Regions from separate parts of the Mus musculus genome. Here region 1 is linked to region 2. Evidence: chromatin contacts called from public Hi-C data. All regions are on one chromosome and are shown on one strand. Each heading gives the region's core, a stretch centred on a gene start, on an enhancer-like site or on the middle of the called end of the contact. The rest is flanking DNA. Distances are from core to core; before and after follow the strand shown.

The links. A called contact is a pair of places that touch in the nucleus more often than the background predicts.
Region 1: a contact with region 2 is called in a Hi-C map of bone marrow-derived macrophages, with 25 read pairs. The contact joins two enhancer-like sites. A contact is called at or near these places in 1 of 15 datasets of contacts at CTCF or cohesin (CD8 T cells), 2 of 484 Hi-C or Micro-C datasets (bone marrow-derived dendritic cells and bone marrow-derived macrophages), 4 of 115 datasets of contacts at active chromatin or transcription factors (bone marrow-derived dendritic cells, bone marrow-derived macrophages, embryonic stem cells and 1 more) and 4 of 9 other capture datasets (adipose tissue, liver, macrophages and 1 more).

Annotation. Positions count from the first base shown.
Region 1 is chr11:54,840,544-54,846,286 of GRCm38.p6, forward strand. It overlaps Lyrm7 (LYR motif containing 7), which reads right to left. Exons shown (of 5, transcript NM_029327.5): 5 at 1-659. The coding sequence ends at 589. It also overlaps the pseudogene Gm18818. Among named protein-coding and RNA genes, the nearest start is that of Gm31490, 16 kb to the right of the region's middle. Within about 2 kb of position 1,573, at least 10 of the 459 cell types and tissues checked have an H3K27ac peak or open chromatin away from gene starts, as enhancers often do. A contact at or near this core is called in bone marrow-derived macrophages, where this site is marked.
Region 2 is chr11:54,604,678-54,611,138 of GRCm38.p6, forward strand. It overlaps Rapgef6 (Rap guanine nucleotide exchange factor (GEF) 6), which reads left to right. Exons shown (of 29, transcript NM_001252494.1): 7 at 6,111-6,242. Among named protein-coding and RNA genes, the nearest start is that of Rapgef6, 85 kb to the left of the region's middle. Within about 2 kb of position 3,959, at least 5 of the 459 cell types and tissues checked have an H3K27ac peak or open chromatin away from gene starts, as enhancers often do. A contact at or near this core is called in bone marrow-derived macrophages, where this site is marked.

The DNA of each region.
Region 1 (5,743 bases), core at 323-2,822, 230 kb after region 2:
CCAGTCCCAGGGGATCCAATTCCCTCTCCTGACCTCTGCAGGCACGGCACTGCATACACACCTGGTGCATAGACATTTAAGCAGGCAAAACACCCATACATACAAAACAAAAAGGGGAACGTTGTCTTTGTAAGAATGCAGAGAAATACACTACATAATTATTTGTTAGCCGCAAAAATAACCACGGGACTTTGGGAAACAATGGCTGCTTTTAGACGAGAGCTGGAAGAAAAATGTTAATTTTTTACCAACTTAATATTTTGGGGATTAAACATCAATTTAATGTAGCATTTTATATTTAGCTATGTATGTCCCATGAGATGAAAAGTCACCAATTTGGTAAGGTGCTTCATTGGCAAACAGCTTTGGAAGACCAAAAGACCTACCAAAGGGAAAGAGAGGAGCGTCCTGCCTCCCCAGGCCTTCAGTTGCCCATGTCAGTGAAAGGCATGTCTATCTCCTCTGTAGCCCTCAGCCTGTCGCTCATTTGCAACGTGCGCTTCAGAGAGAAACATGTGCATGTCCAGGACCGTTGCCAGGTATGTATTTAAAGTGGGAAGGAGCAGAGATGGGTTTATCCTGGAAGCTTTACTGCTTCTGGGTTGGCGCATCACAGTACGGCACATTTTCTGTGAGAAGATCTTTCCTGGGGACCAGTTCTAAAAGGAACAGAGAAATGAGCGGTTAAGACGGTTAGAGCTCCAGTCACTACTTATCTTAAAGTAGACCTGGGGCCGGCACATCCGTCTCCCCAGCAGTTCTAACCGTGAGTTGTGTAATTTGGGAAGCATGCACTATTCTACAGACATTTTATTTCAGCTGATGTCTGAGGTGACTATGTGAGTCTAAATGGAAACATTTAATACGATCTTCATTCGTGTTACAAAAAACATATACAACCAAATCCTTTATCATTTCATTAAACACAACTAATAAATGACTGAATGGAATTAAGCTAAAAACACACTAATCTGTCAATGGCTCTTTAAAAATGTCACCTATGAATGATTTTTGAGACAGGATCTCATGTAGCTCTGGCTAGCCTTGAACTCCCCATGTAGCTGAGGCTAACCTTGAACTCTTGATTCTCTAGCCTCCACTTCCCAACAATGGGGTTACAGGTGTACCACACCATGCCTGGATACTTGAAAAATTTTATAGAAAGCAAGACATCACTCTCATAATTCAGACATTCCAAATTTATAGAATGATTCCCCTCCCCTCCCACAACTGCCCTTCTCCTTCCCTCCCTTCCTTCTTGTTCCTGGGCCTTGGGAACCCAGGGCCTCACAGGCTGCAGAGTGTATACTCTACCACTGAGCTACACCCTGTCCCCTAGAACAATGGCTCCTCACCGAAGGAGTCTTCAGATATACCACTTAGGGGATGCTACCAAAAATTTACTGGGCAGGAGCCAAGGATGCTAACTGTGGTGTGAAAGACAGTCTGGGGCAGAGAGGGTTATACTTCATGGCAGAGTGACAGCAGTGTCTCCACTGAGACACACAGTGACAGTGGTGTCCCCACTGAGACACACTGCTGAACAGCCAACTGCTGACTGCTAGGCAAGACAGCGTTGGGGCCTCAGAGATTACTCATCGGTTAAAGTGCTTACTACAGGAAGAGTTCAGATCCCCTAGGAAGATGAGCCTTGTCAGGGAACTGAGTGCCGAACCAAGAAACCCTGCTTCAATGAAACAAAAAAGAAGGCGGGCAATTCCCACTATTAGGTTCAGGGGTGCACATGCACCCATACACACAGAAAAATGGAAAAGGAAAAAAAAAGAGAGAAAGAGAAAACTGCCCACATCTGCTGACGTGTGCCTATAATCCCAGGAATCATGGGCAAAGGCAGTGAGACCTGCACTCAAGTCCAGCCTGCAGTACATAGCGTGGCCATGGCTGGTCTGCACTGTGGTGAGACCCTGTCTTAAAGGCCCTGGGTCTAATACTCAATACTGAAAAACAATTAAAAAGAAAAAAGGCAGTGAGATACATCACCCACCCCCCTTTCTTGGGAAGAGCAGGACCCAGCTAGGCCATCCTCACAGCCTCAATGTGATGGCTCACATTTGTAATCTTAACAGTTTGCAGGATAAGACAAGAGGATCGCCGTCACTGTGAACAGAGTTTGAGCTATACAATGAGTTCCAGACAAGCCTAGTTAAACCTGTCTCAACAAAAGCAGGGTTGGAGATGTGCCTGGATTAGTAAAGTGCCTGCCTCCATGCACAAGGCCCTGTGCTCACTCAGCCCAGCTGCTGTGGTGGGACATACTTCTAATCCTGGCACTCAGGGTAGAGAAAAGAGAATCAGAAGTCAGCTACCCAGGGAGTTTAAGCCAGCCTGGGCTATATGAAATTCTGTGTCAAACAAGAGAGCAAATGCCCCCCTAACCACTCTTCCCAGAGCCTGCCTACAATCTTTAGAGGTAGTGATGAAAGATAAGTAACTGCTCCAGACTCAGGAAACTCAGCAGCACCCTGGACCACAGGGGAAAGGGGTTCCTCCTACTAGAAAGGGCATTGTTAACTGGGTAGTGGTGGGTGTGCCTTTAGTCCTAGCACTCGGGAGGCAGAGGCAGGCAAATCTCTGAGAGGCCAGCCTGGTCTACAGGGTGAGTTTCAGAACAGCCAGAGTTATACAGAGAAATCCTGTCTCAAAAAACAAATAAACAAAACCAAAACAAAACACCAAAGAAACAAACAAAAAAACAAAGGGCCTTATTAGGAGGAAAGAAAAAATTTAAACAATGGTATTCCATGAATCCCCTAGTTTTGATAATTAAACTATAGTTAAGGACTGTCCTTCATATTCAAGGAATGTGCATTCAGGGGACAGGGCATGATGGCTCACACCTTTATTTCCAATGCTCAGAAGACAGACAGAGGGAGGTAGATCTTTCAGAGTTTGAGGCTAGCCTGGTCTACATATCAAGTTCCAGGACAGCCAGAGCTATAGAATGAAACTCTGTCTCAGAGAAAAACAAAACAAAACAAAACAAAACCCAAAAAAACAAAAAACAAAGCCGGGCAGTGGTGCTGTATGCCTTTAGTCTCAGCGCTTGGGAGGCAGATGGATCTCTGTGAGTTCAGGGCCAGTCTGGTCTATAAGGCAAATCCAGATCAGCCAGAGCTACATAATAGAGAGCCCTGTCTCAAAAATAAACAAAAATTTTAAAAAAAAGTTTCTTTGGCTTCAAGGGGTTCATTATCTATTGGGAAAGACAAACCACAGCCACTCTATAGCATAAGGATTCACAAATGGTTTTTATAGTGAAAATACAAGAATCTGAGCTATTACACTGAAGAATAAATTACTAAACCTATCAATATTACTTTAGACTATGCCTAGTTTTGAATAACCAGAAGTCCACCAAACAGTGGTTTAACAAAAGAAGTTACAGTTGGGGGGCTGGTGAGATGGCTCAGTGGGTAAGAGCACCCGACTGCTCTTCCGAAGGTCCAAAGTTCAAATCCCAGCAACCACATGGTGGCTCACAACCACCCGTTGTGAGATCTGATGCCCTCTTCTAGAGTGTCTGAAGACAGCTACAGTGTATTTACATATAATAAATAAATAAATAAATCTTAAAAAAAAAAAAAAAAAGAAGTTACAGTTGGGGGCTGGTGAGATGGCTCAGCGGTTAAGAGCACTGACTGCTCTTCCGGAGGTCCTGAGTTCAAATCCCAGCAACCACATGGTGGCTCACAACCACCCGTAATGAGATCTGAAGACAGCTACAGTGTACTTACATATAATAAATAAATAAATCTTAAAAAAAAAAAAAAGAATAAGAAGCTACAGTTCAAGGCCAGCCTGGTCTACAGAGTGAGTTCCAAGACAGCCAGGGCTACACAGAGAAACCCTGCCTCAGAAAACAAACAAACAAAAAAAATTTTTTTTAAAGGGGGGTGGGAGACTTATTTTTCTTCCCTTTTGAAACATGGCAGGTCTGAGCTAGTAGACGTCCTGGTGCTGCTGAGAACCCAGGCTCTTCTCTCCCTGACTGCAGCCCCCGGTGATCAGCAGTCTGCCTTCCCTCCCTTCTGCTGCCACCACATTTGCACAGCAGGAAGGAAGAACAAAGAGCAGGAGGGGCGCCCCACCCAGACCGTTCCTCCTCTGCAAAACAACGGCTTCCGTGGAAATAACGCGCAGTAGGTAGGTGCTTATAGAAGATGCCAGAGCGTCTGGGAAATCACATTATATCTTCCTTGATGTCCCTCTCTGGACATGAACATGGGCAATAAGCAAGTCACAGAACACTCTCATTTACTACCTGTCCCCAGAGCCTCACCAGGATTCATATTGAGGCTCTGGTTAATGGGCTGGCCTGCTCTACCCAATGGGTCTACTTGTGGCTCACACGGTAAACACTGATGCTGCTTTAGTTAGAAATAAAGGACGGGATGAAGAATAAAAACATGGGATTGGGAATCGTGGTAGTGGTCAGGCCACAGAAAATCCTCATCCCCGGGACAGGAAAAGATAATGACTTAATAACAGAATAATTCCTCAGCCTGCCAATTTGGCACTACCAAATCTAGTTTCAAGAGACTCAAATCCCCCTCTGACCGCACTCTGAGCCACTTCCTGTCCTGGGGAGATGGAGATCTTGGGGAAGACAGCCTCTTTGGGGGGTCTTCAGAAGCTGTCCCAGTCCACTTCCTGTTACTCTGAGTTCAGGAGACCAGGGAAGGCGTCAAGAGTAGACTTAAACCAGACAAGCCTGGGTTCCTTAGCAATGCAATCTTGCTCAGAAATTGGAAACTTCAAGTCTGCTTCCAGAAACACGAAGCCACAAGCAGGCATCCTGACCCAACTGTAAGCACTAAAGACAGTCAGTCATCTTTTAGTAATGGCCACTGCGATTTGCCGTACTCACTTGAGGTTCCATTTAACATTTTAACATTTGTCGAATTCAGATACTTTACTATCAAAGGCTGGAAGGTGCAACTGTCCCTACCAGAGAGCAGCTCAGAAGCAGAGGAACTAACAAAGGAAAGTGGTGTGTGGGATGTGGAACTCTCAGAGAATGAACTGCCATTGTTGTGGAGCAGATTTCAGCACAATGGACGCCATGATGGGCATTCCATTCAGGCCTGGACCCAGGTCAGGGGAAGCGACATCTGCCACAGGAAACAAAAGGACTTCATTCATCAAGGTCCACAGTTCTGGGAAAGTCCCTAACTAAGGTGTGTCTTGAACCTGTGTCCAAGTGGTCTTCCCTGAAGGATGCTTTTCAACAGTTGCTCACCCAGAGACCCTCTTAATGTCCACATGACCTGGAAGTCACAGCAGACTGAGAAGATGCCAGAGCTGACAGACATGTTCCCTATCAGAAAAGCACTCGTTTGAGAAGTCCAGACTTCTGCAGCTTCCAAAATGTATTCCTGTTTCCACGCCTCCAGGCTGTGGGAAAACATTTATCACCATGGCTACAGCTAAAGCAGCTGTCTGTTGGTCACATTAACTTTCAGTCTTCCAACACTGGTAAGTGGTGTGAAGAATCTCCGAAATTGGCTGCTATTGTTTTTCTACTTTACCACAAAGCTACAGCCTTCCATTATGTTATAAAGACTCCTTTCTATAAAGCTGTTCAAGTTCTGACCACGAAGCTACAGCCATGAGGAGAGCTTAGTTTAGGAGTCTCTGGGACTGGACGAGATACTAATCATAGCTGCCAAGTCACAGTGATCGCACCCTGACTAGGCTAGAATGAGAAGAATGTCTGTAAGAT
Region 2 (6,461 bases), core at 2,709-5,208:
AATGTGTATCCTTATGGTAGCAAAACTTCCTAAAGGGGGCAGGTTAAAGACTATGTTCCACATTATAGGTACACAGAACACACATATGTTACACATTCAGTTTTAGCATGAAAGGTTTTCAGATTATTTATAGAAATAAAGAATCAAGTATGGCAGATCCTGTAATACTGACACTCGAGAGACTCAAAGCGGATTTGGATGCCAGCTTGTGTAGCATACAAAGATTCTGCTTCGATAAAACAAATAACTTTCTCCATAAGGACTAAGTTCATCTATATATTTTAAATTGGCTAAAATTCATTTTGAGTCATCAGTCCTAGACTTTTTCTAGAAAACAGCAATATTGCTTTTCTACTTGTAAATCTTTCCCCCTAAACCCAGATGTTTACCCAGGGAATGAATGAATACATACATACATACATACATACACACACACACACACACACACACACACACACACACACACACACACCCCTATACCTATGAAATTCCTATACTTTAAACATTTGTGGCATCTTTTATATTCATCCTAAAGCTTGCTTTTTAGTTTAAAAAAATTGAGAAATGTATTGAGGTTTAAATGTACAAATCTACCTCAGAGTTTTAAATTCTGGATAATACAGTTAGACCTTAGCATCTGTGATCTCTGTATACATGTATTCAACCAACTGTGGAGCAAAAATACATTAAACAAATGACATTAGATTTGTTTTTCCCCGAGTTATCATTCCTAAACAACTTTACATGCCACTAACAGCCTTTGCATAGCGTTATGTTTTGTTTGGTCTTGTAAATCGTCTAAAGGTGATTTAAAATACAGTGGAAAGAGGTTAGAAGGACAGCGTAATGACTAAGTGCACTTACTGCTCTTGCAGAGGATGCAAGCCAGTTCCCAGCACCCACATAGCGTCTCACATAACATTCATAGCTGTGGTTCCAGAGGACCTGAGACTGTTCTATTCTGTAGGTACTAAGCTTACATATGGTACTCATAACATGCATACAGGCAAAACAGACACACACCCAAAACACATAGGAAATGTGAATGGCTTATATGCAGATATAACAATTTTCTTCCATTTTGGAGGAGACTAGAGCATTTGTCAATTCTAGTGTTTGAAAGGATGGTCTAGAAATCAGTCCACCAAGGATACTGAGAAGCAACTCCGTTCCAAAATAGGCTGGTAATGACTACTCTCATTCTGATTGATTGTTTTTCTCCACCGAATGTTAGATAGTTTGTAATGCATTTGTCTTTGTGTACCTGTTTGCTTTCTGGTAGGTATTCCAAGAGCCATAAGGCTATGCTTTTAATTTTATTATATATTATTTATTATGTGTGTTGGGGTGGCACAAATGTACCACAAATGGATGGAAGTTAGAGAATAACTTGTATCATGGGTCCTGGAGATGGAACTCAGATCATCTGGCTTGTCAGCAGTTCCCTTTACTTGCTGAATTGTTTCAACAGCCTGGTTTATATATTTTAAATGTTTTCTTCTACTTGTTAATATAACAGTTATTTCCCCAAATTATTCTCCAAAATGGCTATACCAATTATACTCTGAACAGCTTATGAGAATATCATGTTGTTGTTGGTTTTTTTCTTCCTTGGTCTTGGCTATTCTAAAGATATTGAAACTAACTAAAAGTCAGCTATCAGAGGTAGGGTGTAAAAGTAACTTGTATACGTCTGTTGTAATTGTCCACTCCGAGGATTACACCTAACTTAGGCCTAGCCCTGGAAGCCTCTGTACAGTCTTACCTAGGCCTAGAATGTTTTCAGCCTCTGAGACTTGCTGCCGAATAAGCTCACCCTTTCTAGTTCTTTCTGATCACTAGCTGGCTGATTCAACTCAGCTGTTCCAACTCAAACTCTTCTCCAAGCTGACTGATTCAATCTTGCTTCTCTGCCTGTCCTGAATTGCTTTGCCTGACCTCAAACTAACTCTAGCAATCTGTTCTAATCTGGCTCCTTCTCATTCTCTTTGGCTTGTTCTATCTTTACCTGTGTCTAACTTGTTCTCTCTCTCTCTGCAACCTGTCTCCCTATCTGTCCCAGCAAAACTGCCTATTCTTTCCTCCTTTCTTTTTCTGTGGTGCTCTCTTAAGTAGACTTTTTCCTGTCTGTTCTCTTGAGAGTTGGGCATATCCTATCTGTCAGATCTTTCTCTGAATTGTCACTTTGTCTGCAACTCAATTAAACATCATTTTGAAACTTGGGTGCTTCCTTCTACAAACTAAATTTACTTTTATTGTTTGAATTAAATGTATGTGTTAAGGGCATGTCTGTATTCCAGCCAGAGGGATTAATAGAAGTGTGTGCTAAGTGCCAAGCCACACCACAACTAGAAACAGGTATTTTCAGTAAATAACATAATCTCGGGTATCACAGTGTGATCAAATAGCCACAACATTAGAGTTTCCTCCATAGACCAAACAAGAAATCACTCCATACTGTGGACCTTTTGAGTGTCTCCTCACTAACACTATCCACCTGCAGATAGCTCAGATCTCGACTGTATCATACATTGTAAGCCCCAAATTATTTTACCCTTTTTTTTTCTGCTCAATCACCTATAGATCAGGTTCTTAAATCCCACTGTTAGGGTTTACTTGCTTTGCCTCAATAGCTCATAGAACTCAAAGACATACGTTTATTACTTAGTTAAGAAGGATATTACAAAGGCTTCAGCTTGAGAGATGTGTAAGCCAAGGAACAGGAACCTCTATGACTTCCCCTGACACCCTCCTGTGTCTTCCCTGTGTTCAGCTATATAGAAACTTTTAAAACATGTTTTGGGGGTTTTGGTTTGGTTTGTTTTTGTTTTTAATAGTTTCTCTGTGTATCTCAGAGCTGTCCTGGAACTTGCTTTGTAACCAGGCTGGCCTCAAACTCAGAGATCCACCTGTCTCTGCCTCCCAAGTGCTGGGATTAAAGTCAGGAGCCACTGCACATGGCACTGCTTTGGGGTTTTTATAGAGACATCATTTCATGGGCATGATAAAGTTGGGATAGCCACATAGAAATAAGATTGTGCAGAAAAAGTCAGATCTACTTCTCAAAGACTGGAAAGGGAGACCTAGCAAAAGTATGTCCTCAAAATTAGGGCGCAGAATCCTTGGTGGGAGTCTTAACTATATATCAGAAAGGGGGTCAGAGGATTTATAGCCACCTTCAAGGAAAAAAGGTAAGGAAAGGTTAATTTTGTAAACTGCCTGGTGGAAGAGAAAAACCTGGTTTCTATGGCCTGCCTCTGGGAGGGAACTGTAAGCCAAGAAACATGGGTGAAAGCCAAATGAGTATTTCATAGACTCTCATGTAAATATACAACTTGCTTTCTTAGATGTTTTTGTTTCTTTCTGGAGGAAAATAAGTATTTGTTTTTCTGGTTGCTAGCAAGATTAATAGTTCTAGCTGTTTTCTCTGCTATCCTAACCTAAGTGATGTCACATTGTTTAGATAAATGGTAAAGCCAAACAACAAAGGAGTCCTGATATCTGAGCCTTTAGGCTGTTTCTCTCAAAAGGTTGTCTGTACCTGTGGAGACCTTAAGTCTTCAGTTTATCCAGTCAGCAACAGTCAGCCTTTATACTTCTGTAATGTTTGTAGTCAAGACATCTTCCTTCCTGAATGTCTATAAAAAACACATGATCTTCAGCAGACCACACGAGTCCAGATATAGAATATACATGACAGAGTCTGACACACAAGACATTCTGCAGAGCTTACTGGATTAGAAGGGTTAGGAGTAAATAAATTGAGTTTGCTGGCGAAAGGTCAACTATTAATTCAGACTTGGTCATGAAGAAAAGGGATAAAATTTTTCTATTTTGATTCTTACAAAGTAAACAGAAACTTCAGCTTAATGTCATGAAACATCTACCTCATTTGGTCTCATTCTCAGATCAGAATATCTGTGTAAAGGCATATAGAATGCATTTGCTATGGTTCACAAATGAACCACCTAAGGAACATGCAAGTGTTAGCTGAGTCACTGTCTCCTCCTCTATCTCATCTCTTCTCTTTCCTTCCCCTTCCCCTTCCCCTTCCCCTTCCCCTTGTGTGTGTGTGTGTGTGTGTGTGTGTGTGTGTGTGTGTGTGTGTGTGTGTGTTATGTAGTGGATGTTTAGGGGTACCATTCATGCACATTGAGGCCAGAGCAAAATATCTAGTGTATTCCTTTGTTGTTTTTTGCCTTACTCTCTTGAGATAGGGTCAGGAGAACCCTACCTGGCTGTTTTGGATAGACTACTAGCTAACTAGCCAGCTGGCTCTAAGGATCTGCCTATCTCTGCCTCTCTTGATCTTGTCTCTACCTCCTGTGTACTAGGAAGACAGGTGTGTGCCACCACACCCATCTAAATGATTACTTCAATCCCCTTCTAATATGTAGCATTTATTTGGTTCAGATATTGTCTTGTTTCCAAAGTGATAATATTGATTTATAGGTTGTTGAGGGGTTATTTTATAATTCCCCAATATGTGATCATTTCTATTTTTTGTTACAGAAGCCTTTGCACATGAGTACTGAATGTTCTCTGTATGATTTTAATTGTATTTTTCAGCTGTGTCTGATTCTTAGAAATATTTGATGTCTGCCTTAAAGAACGAATATTCTATAATTTTAGATTATGCACACTGTAGGTGACATTTCTTAACACATCTTTTTGTTGCAAAGAGATTTGCGCTAACATTTCACAACATGAGTGTGACTTCATTTTCCACTGTTATTTTCACCTTTAAGTTTTCTTTTATTGAAAAATAATTGTTTGTGATGAGGTTTTGATACGTTTGCATACTGTGAGATGACCAAATCAAGGCTAGTTAGCCTGCTCATCATATAAAATTTTTCTTCTCGGCTAGAGCATTTAAAATCTTTTCTTAGTTTTTGGAAATCTGTAATACATTTTTTACAATGATTGTTACTTGTGCTGTGTAATCTGTGACTACAATTCATTCCTTTTGTATAACTGAAACTTCTACAGTTCTCTAGCTCCCAGCCTCTAGTACCCACCATTTTATTCTTTGTTTCTGTGAATTTTAACATTTTGGTTCCCTGTAGAAGTTAGAGTATACATTAGTCTTTCTATTTATGGTTCATTTTTTCCTTGCACATTTTGATACTGTGCTGTGTGTTGTTTTCTTTCAGCAGTGTTTGTCAGAATTACTGAACCCACCAGCAGTAGTTCATGGTATAATTAGTCTGTGCAATTTCTGTAGTTTGTATTCTTAAGATAGTGGAACTCAAACTTGATCATTTTCTCTTTAAAATAGATATAGAATACATTGAGTGTATGCAACAAGAAAACTTACTTCAAATTTTAGGTTTACTTAATGGTCCTGAATAGAAAATTGAAGAGAAATTATATGGAATGATAGTGAATGATCTTATCTCTTACTTAAAATACTAACTGCTTTGGAGCATAGAGAATTATTTCTTGTCTTAACTTCCATAATATTGCTTATGATATACCTGTTTTATTTCACAGTATGAGATACATTGTATAGTCTGTGTCCTTGATAAGATTAGTCATATATTAAAGATAAAGTGGTAGAGTCGTTTGCTTTTTATTTTTAATTACATTTTATTTATTTGTGTGTGCACTTGGACATGCTATGATGAGCATGTGAAGATGAAGGACAACTTGTAGGAGTTGGTTCTCTCTACTCTGTGGATCCAGGGAGCCGTTTTGGATTATCATGCTTGTAGACAAGCACCTTCACCCACTGAGCCATTTTGCCATGTCTTTTCTATTCTTGTATTCTCTGCACTTGACAAAGGCATTCATTGGATAATTGTGATCACTAATAAATTTTTCAGGAGCTAAGTACAGCATAGTACAATGTTAAGAACAAAGATTGTGAACACTTTTAAATCTTGTACAGTCATTTTGTTAACCATAAGTTTTACTGCCTGCAGATGCTCATCTGTAATCTCAAACACTAGTATTAATTTTATTTAGACATACTACCAGTGTGTATGTATTTGTGTTTTCTATTCTTGACATTTAAAGCTATTTTTGGTTTTAAAAAATACATTACGTCAAGAACTCTCGAACGAGCAAAATTTGGCATTCAGAATAACTCAAGTTCTTTTCTCCTTCAGCTTCCAGCTGATCTTACCAAGATGCACCTCACAGACAACCCTCATCCACAGGTGACGCATGTGTCTTCTAGTCAGTCTGGCTGTAGCATTGCCAGTGACTCTGGGAGCAGCAGTTTATCCGATATCTATCAGGTAATACCTTAGGCTGGGTACTGTGCATATGGACTTTTTGATTCTGCTTATCCTCTAGATCCAACAACCTTTCACAGGAGTTTCCTAAGGCCATCAGAGAACACGGATGTTTACATTAAGATTCATAACAGTAGGAATGGTACAGTTATAAAGTAGCAATGAAAATTTTATGGTTGGGGTCATAATAATAAAGGGTCGCGGCATTAGAAAGGTTGAGAA